3 separate regions of the Gossypium hirsutum genome follow, and regions 1 and 3 are each linked to region 2. A link is a contact called in public Hi-C data. All regions are on one chromosome and are shown on one strand. The core of a region is the stretch at or near the end of the contact, and the rest is flanking DNA. Distances in the headings are between cores, read along the strand shown.

Region 1 (4,246 bases), core at 790-3,289, 380 kb before region 2:
TTCGTTGAAGGATGCATCAAACCTCCATAGATGACTCAAATTACAAATAGGTATTTGTAAAGAGTCTTGATTGGATGAAAATTGGTCCAAAGATGTTAGAGAATTGTTGGAAAGATCCAAATATTGCAAACTTTTCTTCCACACCCAATTTGGTACGGCCCCGCTTATTTGGTTGTTTGAAAGGTCAAGTTCTTCTAAGCTCTCTTGACTCTTTAGAAATGCTGGAAACGTACTTATATTACAGGATCTGAAACGCAACGAAATCAGCATTGGAAAGGAGGAATTTGCATCATCAAAAGGAAACTGATTCGGAATGTCAATCGCATTGGAAGAAAGGTCTACCGATATAAGTGTGCTCTTCCACAACCAATTTGGTACTGCCCCGCTTATTTGGTTATTTGAAAGGTCAAGTTCTTCTAAGCTCTCTTGACTCTTTAGAAATGCTGGAAACGTACTTATATTACAAGATGCCAACAACAAAAATCTCAGCATTGGAAAGGAGGAATTTGCATCATCAAAAGGAAACTGATTTGGAATGTCAATCGCATTGGAAGAAAGGCCTACCGATATAAGTGTGCTCTTCCACAACCAATTTGGAACAAGACCGTGGATTCGGTTGTTAGAAAGATCTAGGTCAGTCAACTTGTTTTGGCTTTTGATGAATTCAGGAAATTCAGTAAGGTTGCATGACCTTAGGTATAGAGACTCTAATTGGGGTAAAGTACGGATTTTGTTGTTGCTTCCAATTAACAAGCTGATGTTGGATAGGTCGAGACGCGTTAAGTTGCTGAGTTGGAGAAACATGTCAAGCTTTAATTGGCAATCACTAAAGCTGTTGTATCCAAGAGAGAGGGTTTGCAATGTTGAAAGAGTAAATAAGGAAGAAGGTATTGATCCAGAAAGGTGGTTCCATGACAAATCAAGAGATGCAAGATTTGGAACTCCAGATCTATGAAATGGAGGGATTGAACCATTGAAATTGTTATCACTTAGATCCAATTCCACAAGGTTACTGAGATTTGCAATTGATGCTGGAATGGATCCAGAAAAATTAGTATATTGCAATGACAACACCTCTAAAGTGTTGTTAATTGGAAATTCTGGCAATTGGCCCATGAGACGAGAGTTGTCTGAAATATCAATTCTTTGCATTTTGGGCAATAAGAAAAATTCTGCTGGAAAATGCCCACTCAAATTGCAATCTACTAAACGAAGAGAAACCAATGGAGAGGAAATTTTCGAGAACTTGGGAGGCAAATAAGAGATTGGGTTAGAATCAAGGTTAAGTTTAGAAAGATAACGAAGGTTTAAGAGTGATGAACAAAATGGACCGGTCAAACCACAGCCTGACATGCTTAAAACACTCAGCTTGGGAAGTGACAACGATGTGGTTTCACACCATTCACTACTTTGACTTGAAATATTCACTCCATCCAAATACAACTCTCTGAGAGACCTCATGTTCTTTATGAATGTCTTGAAGTTTGGTTTCTCTAGTTTCAAAGTAGGGTCAAATGAAGCAAAACTTTGATCATTTCTCCAATAGCAATCATCTTGATAAGATAGGTTAAGAGAGACTAACCTTGTTAAGTATAAAATCCCTACCGGAATTTGGTCATGAAAACATGAGGCCGAGAGGTTGAGATGAGTTAAATTTGGGAGTTTTCCAAACCCATACTGAAACAAAGTGGTATTAAAATTGTTTCCAGCAAGATTAAGGCGTTGGAGATGATGGAGATTGAAAATGGAGTGAAAGCTGCCTGAAAGGTTTTGGTAACTGAGATCAATCCCAATGACATGACCAAGAGCATCACATGTAACTCCTTTCCAAGAGCAACAACGGGTATTGGGATCCCAGAGGTCAAGTTTGGAAGAGAAAGTGAAGTTTGGGGCATAGTAGAGATGATGCTGCAATTGTAGCAAAGTAGACCTCTGGTCATCAAGGCAGTGGTTTTGGAGATTAGAATGAGAAGATGGGTGAAGGGAAGTGGAGAAGGAGAAGAGGAAAAACAGTGACATTAGGATACCAAGATTCTCCATGTTTGGTCTTAGATTGTGTGGAGATTCGGAATTTGATATGCACCACATTTATAGAAAACAACTTCACATTACATACTATTAAGCTTCATCTAAGGATGTTGATTTCAAATTAAGTGAAGCATTTTTGTTTAACTTTAAGAATGATGCAAGTAAGTTTTCAATATTCTGCCCCACAGTTTAGTCGTCAAAAATAAGAATCTTATTAGTTGCATCATTAATTAATAAACAAAATTATAACACTAATATTTATGGTTATATTAAAATAAAAATTATTAGTTGCTAATGGCAAGGTATGGGATTTACATATTTGGTAGTAAAAATATAAAATAAAATTAAATTTGGATGGAGGCTTCTTAGCTTGGTGATTTATGCTTGATTTGACTCACACTAAGAAAAATATAGATTTTATATTGAGATTTGTTGTAAGATGTGGTTCTCAAACTCATCAATTAGTTTTTAGGGTGTGCATTCTTTAAAGTTGATATCAAAATTAGAATGTATAAAATGGGCAAAGACTTTTGAACCTCAACCACTAGTGCATAGTATGGTGGACTGATATGTGACTAATTATAAGGTTTGAATCACATAAAATTTTCTTATCAAAGTGTGGGGTTTATACAAACCTAAACTTTTCAACCCCAACAACTAACTTTTTTGTGTGATTATTAACAATTTTTTTTACTATTTTTATTTTTTACATTATATATTTAAAAATTATAATTTTTTAGTAAAAGAGAAAATAATAAAAAATTATAAAAAAAATTAATTTGGGAATAGTTCTGTTTAAGTCGGGATGAGTATTCAAGTAAAGTTCTCCAAATGTCTATTTTAGAATTCAAACATAATTTTCTTTTTCTAATTTCACCAAAAAGAATAAATCTAAATTTGAAAGTTCAAAGCTTTTGCGTTAAATTGAATTTACAAATATAACAAAAATGCTTCCATTCAACATCTATTAAATTTAAAGAGTATAGTGTATAATCATTTTTATTTAGTAGGTTTTAAAATCAATTTCTAAATTTATCGTTCATCCACCAATATATCGTATCATTAGCAGTTCTTTTGCAATGTTCAATGGTTTATTCACAACGTGGTATAAAATTAGAAGAGTTTTAGAAAACGTAGTGTGTAATAACATGATAATACCTTTTTTTCTGTTAAATTAAAATAGCATTACATTCATAAATATTCACAGGACTCAATTTAAAGAATATGATATTAGCAATAATGTAATCATTTTTAGGCTTTAAAACTCAATTTCTTTACAAATCATTAATGTAATTTGTTAACCTTGCACAAAAGCAAGTGTTATCCCAATGCCATATAAAAGTCATCAAAAGGGGACATACCTTTTTCTTTCATGATGTGATTGTATTTTCTAAGTCTTAGTCTATGCTGCATACTTTTGCTTATTGCAAACCTTTTGCCCCATTCTTACTTCATAGAAATAAAATCTAAAAATTTATTGACTAAATAATTAACGTATTTTCAATCATTTATTGCAGTGAATTAATACACTATTTAATTATAATATTTAGATGAACATATAAATAAAATTATTACAAATTTGCATGTAATTATTATTAAAAATATTTATAAAATAATGATCAATACATTAGAATTAAGGTAAATAATTATTTAAATAAACAATAAAATAGTTACATTAATAAAATTTTAAAATATATTATTATAAAAATCATTTTATTAATAAAATTATAATTTTTTATATTTTTAATTATTTATAAAAATGAAAAAAATTTAAAACTTCTATTATATACTATTTTCAATCTAATATATTTAGTACTCATTTTTCATTTTTTACCTTATTGTTACAGTTACACTTGAATCCAAACACATATTTCATTACTGATTTTAATCTTATAATTACAATACTCAATTTCACTGCTACAGTATTTAATCTCATCTCCACCTATATTTTCAATCTCGTAGAACTGTTTTCACTACTCATCCAAAAAGACGACATCACAAGGTTTTATAATAAAATATATTTTTAATAATTTCTGCATTCAACCTTTTTTTTTATAATAATTATTCAGAGATGGCAGCAACAAGGTTTGATATTGATAAGTTCGACGACATCACAAATTTCAATATATGGCAAGTTTGGATGACGATAATTTTGATTTAGGGCGATCTTGAGAAGGTCCCTACAGAGAAGCTTGCTAACATGGATAAATCAAAATAG
Region 2 (3,802 bases), core at 120-2,619:
GATAAGCTTCAGGTGTGGCTACACCGTCATTTCCTATGGCATCGGGATGTGCCTCTGAGCAAAGAAAGCAAACTATTAATCAAAAGCCACATGAACAAGCCTCTTATATATGTATATATGTCTATGAAAAGCACCTGGATAACCGGCAACTGTGATGCCAAAGTAGTCACCATATTTAGATCTGATATGTTTCACCTAGAATAGGAATTAAAAGTTAGTAACATATGTACATTAAGAAATAAAAACAGGGCAGAATGAGCAATGGCTTTACCAGATCAAGGGCACAGGAGAAGCCGCCTTCGACCTGGACAAACTTATCCTGGCCGTGAGGGGGATCACCTCGGAGGGCGAGAACATTCTGAATACCGTTGGACTTGATGGTCTGAAGAGCATGGTCAATCTTCTCTACGGGCATATTGGTGCAAGTGAGGTGCATCATCGTCTCCACACAGATGATATTCTGCATCTTGTTAGCAATGTCGAGGGTGAGATCAGCAGTGGAACCACCTGCACCCCATGTAATGTCACAGAAGGACGGGTTATGAGCAACCATACGATCCATTCTCTCGAATAGGTTGTCTACTCCATCCTCAGTCTTTGGAGGGAAGAACTCAAAGGAAAACACCACTTTCCCTTCTTGCAAAGATTGGATCTTCTCTATCACCTTCATCTTTAATTGGATCTTGAACTCTCGGTGTCACCAACACCAACTTCTGCAAGAATTCAATATGAAACTGAGGTGTTTGGAGAGATAAAACAAGAAAAGAACAACAGGAAGTCGCAACAAAACAAACCCAAGACCGAATCTGAATCTAAAAGAATAACCGATGGTTCAGAGCAAAAACGATCAATTTGAACATCATAGAAGAAGATAAAAATGGGCAATCTTGAAATCAATCCTTTCTAAGTAAATCGTATAGGATAAAGCATGAATGATAAACTAAAAGTCATAGATCAGATGAGCTAAAATTTAAGCGGCTACTGTTAAGAAATACATTGTGAAGAATCAACAAGGCACTAAACAAAGACTGAAAGTCCAAATCTAACATTTGTAGTAGTACATTGTCCCAAATTCATGGAAACACAAAAATATCCCAGAAAAATAGGAAAAAGAGACTCACAAATGGGTTTGTGGTTGGTTAAGAGAGAGATGGGAGGTGGAGGCATTGCAATGGGAGTATTTGTATTTGAGAGAGGAAGGGAACGGATGGGGGTTGGTGTCTTTTGAAATGACGTTGTTGCCCACTCAACAACCCAATGGCCTTATCCCACTCTCAATTCAGTATTTACCCATTAAAGGTCAATACCATACGGTTTAATTCTTATGCCCCTGCCCTTTTGCACTTTTTTTTAATTTAGCAAAACCAATCTCTTTAATTTGAAAATATATAATCAATTCAGATTTAACTAAAGTGTTATCAAGTCAACTTTGATTTCTAAATGGGAGATTAAATTTTTTAAATTTAAAAAAGTAGAGGGAGTGAGAGGAAATTAGACCATAAGATACAAATACGGTTGTCGTATATATTGCTTACCAACCACAAACAGCGATGCCGACATGTTGGTGGCGTCAGCTTGAAATGAATCACAAAATTGGCGGTTGTATTTTCCTTTTCTTACCAAAACTCACTATTATTTTATTGTTTTAGTTTCATCCCTCTTTTTAGTTCGTACACTGAATCAGCTTTTGACCTTTTTCCTTACTCTTTTTATGGCCGATTTTAATAAAAATAAATACCATTTTTAAGAAAATAGATTGATTTTGTGGAGAGAACTGAAACGTATTTTGTAGAATGCATTTTTAACTTTTTAACACATCACTTCTTTTGGTGATTTTGTTTTTAATATTTTCTTCCTCAAGCTTTTTTTTGGTTAAATAATTAATTAATAGTGATTTTAGATTTGATTCACATTTGTATTTTTTATTTTATATCGTTTTAAATTTTTTATTTAATATTTTTAATTAATATTATTTTCAAATTTTTATTTTAATTTATTTTTTAAATTAATATTTTTTTATTTATAAAATTAAATAATTATTACCAATTGTATAATAAAAGTATTTTTTTTATAAATTTGATATTTTATCAAAATGTTAAATATATTTTATTTTGTAAAAAACATCAACTAATTTTTTTGATATATTTTTTATACATATAATATTTATATATCAAAAATATTTGTTTCTTCCTCCTATAATGTGGGAAGGTTAATTTCTAATATTATAAAATAATTTTTTCAAACATCACTATGTTTATTTATGAAATATTTCAAATACAAATACAAAAATATATAATACTAAAATTTACTACACTCATGATATAGATTGAAAAAAAATATTACACATGAAAATTATATTTACTAAAAATATTTTGGCAATATTTAATTGATTTTATAAATAAAAAGTTATTAATTAAAAAAAACCTTGATAACTCAAGGAAAAAATCACAATTAATTAATCAACCTCTAACTAGAGAAAACTAGTTGCATAAGTTTTTAGCATATAATTCGAATATAAATAACTGTATCATCAAATCTACTAGCTCTAGGAACATGATTATGGAAAGATTTTGATGCGAGAACCTAGTAACCAGCATCCCTACCGAAACTATCACTACCACGGAAACCACCATTACCACCATAAGCTCGAGGGCCGCCACTAGGTCTTTCATTGGCATAACTTACTCGAATATTTGGCCATTGAGTTCCTGTAATTTCAGTACCACAAAATAATCAAATACCAGATTCACCAGAAACATGTTCCATATACCAATGTCTTTTTTCCCTCACCTGACCATCCATGGCTGACAAGGCATTGCTGGCAGATTCATCATCAGCAAAGTTTACAAAACCGAAACCCCTAGACCTCCCTGTGTCTCTATCGATGATAATCTTAGCTGACCAACATAAATCAGAGAATGAGAACGTGAATAGAAGCAGGCGTTATTAATCTGTAATAGATACCATCATTCATAAACGACATTAAAAAAACGCAGAGTTCACTGGCCAAATCATTAACCAAGTAGACAAGCAACCTGGTTATAGTTTTCAATTAAAACACAATACTACATGCTCACCAGCAGTCATCATTATTCAACTTCTGCCATGAGAAATCTCTAGAGATAAACTAGTAAGCATTTCGAGAATGGACAACACGTATGAATAGAGCCTAGACATGCCAAACTATGCGTTATGCATCCAAAACACACAATAAATGAACAACAGCAAACACCTAAGAAACACATTAAAATTCCTAGTCACACTTTGTGCGCTGTTACAAGTAACCCATGCCCGAGGGAAAAGATAGAACAAAAGAACCCCATTCATCTGCTTGACAAGAAAATGAAGCTACTATTTATATACTAGACTACAATAGTCAAACTTACAAAAAAACCAAAAACATAATATCATCAGCATTAGTGATACAACTCACCTTCTGTCACATCACCAAACCCCGAAAATGCTTCCTTGAGAGTTTGATCATCAGTTCCATATGAAAGGCCTAAGAAGCATAGATTCAAGTCAAATACACAATATAAATTATATCTGCATCAAATCTTCAGCCAAGAATCCAATGTGTCAATACCTCCAATAAAAAGCTTTTTGGTTGATGTGGACATGCAGCGAATAGAGCTAAGCATGGATGTAGCTGGGATTTGCCCATTTAACCTCAGAAGGCTTCCAAGTTTGCTAGAAAATGCCATAATATGTTACTGTATCATTTTTTTTTTCACAGCACCACCAACAAGAAGAACAAACATAAACATATGTCATGTTAGTAGCAAGAAAACCAAAACAACAC
Region 3 (4,125 bases), core at 437-2,936, 280 kb before region 2:
GCTGGGCGATCACCTGGTTAGTGAACGAGCATGACATGACAAAGCTAGGGTGGCCAGTAGCACAACCCAAGTTCATGAGACGTCCTTCAGCCAACACAATGATGCCGGTGTTGGTTTCAGGGAAGACCCACCTATCGGTTTGAGGCTTGATGGTAATGCGCTTGACACCAGGATAATTCTCGAGACCAAGCATGTCAATTTCATTGTCGAAGTGACCGATGTTGCAAACAATGGCATTGTTCTTCATCTTCCTCATGTGGTTAACCATGATGATGTCCTTGTTACCAGTCGTGGTGACAAAGATATCAGCCTCGGAGACAACATCCTCAAGGGTCAAAACTTGAAGTCCTTCCATGAGAGCCTGAAGGGCACAGATGGGATCAATCTCGGTGACAATGACGCGAGCACCGGCTTGCTTCAAGGCAGCAGCACAACCCTTGCCGACATCACCATAACCACAGACAACAGCGACCTTACCAGCAATCATGACATCGGTAGCTCTCATCAACCCATCGGGAAGAGAGTGACGGCATCCATACAAGTTATCGAACTGTTCAAAAAGATCAAATCATAACAACAATTAGACCAAAATACAGTAAAAACCACAATTGAATTAATGAACAAAAAGACAATCAGCATTGCAATTAAAATCTAAACTCCACTAACAGTAAAAACAGAGCAAGCAAATATCAGATCTGAAGAAATTTTAAAAAATATGTATATTGTTATGTTATTTCTAAATCATTTTTTATCAGATCTGCTTGGAAAAAGACAATATCCTTCATATAAGAAGTTCAAAAGGTAAAGCAGCAAAAAAGTAGGGAAAAATGTACCTTGCTCTTGGTGACAGAGTCATTGACATTAATAGCAGGGAACAACAAGGTTCCATTGGCCTGCATCTGATAAAGCCTCTTAACACCGGTTGTAGTTTCCTCAGAAACACCAACTAATCTCTCCTTCATCCTTGTATACTTCTTGGGATCTGCCTTCAACCCATCTCTAATTATCGTCAAAACAATCTGAAACTCGGCATTGTCGGTGGAAGACGGATCTGGGAGCTGCCCGGTTTTCTCATAAACCTCCTCGGCTTTAACTCCTTCATGGATCAACAGAGTAGCATCGCCACCATCATCCACGATCAGATCAGGTCCACCGGTGGGACCCCAGTCAAGGGCTCTCTCGGTACACCACCAGTATTCCTGGAGGGTCTCACCTTTCCAGGCGAACACGGCTGCCGAGTCACGGGCAATGGCGGCGGCGGCATGGTCTTGGGTAGAGAAGATATTGCAAGAGCACCAACGGACTTCAGCTCCGAGGGCGGTGAGGGTTTCGATGAGGACAGCGGTCTGGATGGTCATGTGAAGAGAACCGGTGATTTTGGCTCCCTTGAAAGGTTGGGCAGGGCCGAACTCGGCTCGGCAAGCCATGAGACCGGGCATTTCGACCTCGGCCAACTCGATCTCGAGACGACCGAAGTCAGCCTGAGACATGTCCTTGACCTTGCACTCGCGGCCGGCGGCGGTTTTCTCGACGGAAAGAGCCATGGGTTAGTGAAATGAAGTGAAGAAGAACAGATCACACTCTCCCTTGGAAAAGGAACAAAAAGATAGCGTTGAGAGAGTGGGAAGTGGCGAGGGATATACGGCGATGTAAGGATGTTATAAATAGGTTAGAGTGGTGAAATCCGACGGTGCAGATTGGGTGGGGGCGGAGTTGGTAGATCTCCATCTTCAAACTCTCCCATAATCCGATTATTACAATTTAATCTAAATTACAATAAAATTAAGATTTTTATTTAAATTTAATTATATAATTTATTTTAGTATTTAAGAATCAAATATTAAATTAAAAAACTATTTTTTTATTTATTTTTCATTGAATAAGTTATATTATTAATATAATTGCAGGTAAATTTAAATCAATCATTTTATTTTATATTTCCTAAAAGCAAAATAATCTTAAAACAAATAAGGTTGTTTTGAAAATTTTCATTTTAATGAATTATAATTTGTAAGCATTTAGAAGAAATAAAGAAGCAGCATTAAAAATCAACTTTTTGGATAAATCCTTAATTTAATAGCTAATTTGGTTTACAACTTTAAAAAATCTTAATAATTAGGTGAAATGGAATCATACAAATCTTAACTAATCAATTCTTCTTTATATTAATCTTCCCACTTGAATTGTTGAATGATGATCAAACATATTCAAACACTGTTATTTATCTTCTATATTTAATATTGTATCCATAAAATTACTTTTTAATACAATCATATAAAATATTAGAAAGCGTGAGAATGCAACTCACAATGTTTGTTTAGTTCTAATCAAGATTCTATTATTTTTTCTTTGGGTTATTAAACAATAATATTAAGTGAAAATATTAGAATGATTCTCATAAAATTATAAAATTTTAATTTGACAAAATAATCATCAAACTTGTATCAATTCATCTAAAAATTAAATCGCATTTTATATATATCCTTTTTACAAAATTTTATTTGTAACTTAATATGTTTGCACAGCTAACTTAATTTTATGTTACAAATTATCTTTAATATTATAATTAAAGCTTATGATCTTAATTTTATGTTATAAAATATTAATTTTATTTTTATCCTTTTCTAAAACTAAAAGTTTTTTTTAAATATTATTTATATGAATATTTTTAAAGTAGGTAAAATTCTTTGAATATATTTATCATTTTTATATCTATTTTATAGTTCTTGTTTGGAGTTCGTAGTTGTCTCCTTTAACAAAGTAGTCTCCGAAATTCTAACATGTATTCTCCTCGTAAGATTGTAATGTGTTTTGCGACGCCTTGGAGTTTGCACCTTCTTAGGAGTTAGTCTGTCGTCTGGCATGTGGTGGTCTGCCTTTTTTTGGCATGATTTTAGTCTGCTGTCATAGCAAGGTTTCTTTGTTTTGGTGGGATTTAATGGAAGAGGAACTAAGTAATTTAAGTATGTTAGACAAAGAAGAGGATACTTTCCAGGTTCAGAAAGATGGATCGGCGTTGGTGGAGGATTACAATCTGTGTTTGGTCGGCAGTTATTTGATTGCAACTGTAGTGCATTTTCCCTCAATGAGAAATACTATGGCTGATGTATGGCATCCTATAAGGGGCATCTCTATCACGGATATTGGAAACAAAAGATGTTTATTTCAATTTTTCTATAAGGTGGACATGGATAGGGCTTTGGATAGATCACCATGGTTCTTTAATAACTATCTTCTGCTCCTTCACGAGATCTAGGGGGATGAGAACCCACTAATGGTTCTACTAATTTTTACAAAATTTGGATTCAAATTCATGATTTACCTCCAGACCTTATGTCAGAATCTATGGCGAGGCAGTTTGGGTCTTTCCTTGGGTTTTCTAGAGTATGATGCAAAGCTAGCTATTTCAAGTATGAAAAGGTTTATGCATATTCGTGTCAGATTGGATGTTCGATTACCACTAAAGAGAAGGAAGAAGATTGCTTTGGGGGGAAATTGAGTTAGGTATGCACGTTTTCAGTATGAGAAGCTTAGTTTGTTCTACTTTATTTGCGGGAAGCTTAGGCATGATGAGAGTTTCTATACGTTAAGGGTGACAATGGATTCGTTAAGAATCACTTTTGGTTGAGATATCTTGTTAAGAGCCCAACCAAAAAGAGGATCGAACGTGGTGAGCCAATGGTTGATGGAGATAGATATAAATATGTAGACCAAAGTTTCGAAAAGGGGAAGGAATGGGTCATTAATGGTCAGGACAAGATCTATACAAGCAGTTATTCTTTTCAAAAGGTGAAGGGTTTGGTCCATCCAATTTGCAAACCTTCATAATTAATAACAATACCCAAAGGAATAGTGATACAAGGGCTATGGAGTTGGAATCTGAAGCTAAAGATAATCTGGTTATGGTTATTGATGGTAAGAAAAGGCAACGTACAATAGGAGGGACATCCAATGTTTCTGTTAATGTTGATTTGGGGTTTTTGAAGGAAGGTCAAGGGAGACTGGCTGGCTTTGTGATGTAGGGCAGCCGGGAGCAATGAAAATACTAAGTTGAAATGTCTATGTTTTGGGGAGGACACGAATAGTAAATCGTCTTAGGAACAAGCTAAGAGATATTCGCCCCCA

The links. Hi-C and Micro-C count contacts between places; a contact is called where the count stands out from the background.
Region 1: a Hi-C map of leaf shows a contact between it and region 2, with 1.9 times the contacts expected there. The contact joins the promoter of LOC107896984 here to the promoter of LOC107915116 in region 2. A contact is called at or near these places in 2 of 34 Hi-C or Micro-C datasets (both in leaf).
Region 3: a Hi-C map of leaf shows a contact between it and region 2, with 2.3 times the contacts expected there. The contact joins the promoter of LOC107896986 here to the promoter of LOC107915116 in region 2. A contact is called at or near these places in 3 of 34 Hi-C or Micro-C datasets (all in leaf).

What each region holds. Positions count from the first base shown.
Region 1 is chrA10:71,668,401-71,672,646 of Gossypium_hirsutum_v2.1, forward strand. It overlaps LOC107896984 (receptor-like protein 7), which reads right to left and starts at 2,040. Exons shown (of 2, transcript XM_016822309.2): 1 at 1-2,040. The coding sequence starts at 2,040.
Region 2 is chrA10:72,044,920-72,048,721 of Gossypium_hirsutum_v2.1, forward strand. It overlaps LOC107915116 (methylenetetrahydrofolate reductase 2), which reads right to left and starts at 1,370. Exons shown (of 12, transcript XM_016844257.2): 1 at 1,122-1,370; 2 at 272-713; 3 at 135-195; 4 at 1-54. The coding sequence starts at 670. It also overlaps the pseudogene LOC107915114.
Region 3 is chrA10:71,761,673-71,765,797 of Gossypium_hirsutum_v2.1, forward strand. LOC107896986 (adenosylhomocysteinase) reads right to left here and starts at 1,687. Exons shown (of 2, transcript XM_016822311.2): 1 at 834-1,687; 2 at 1-550. The coding sequence starts at 1,544.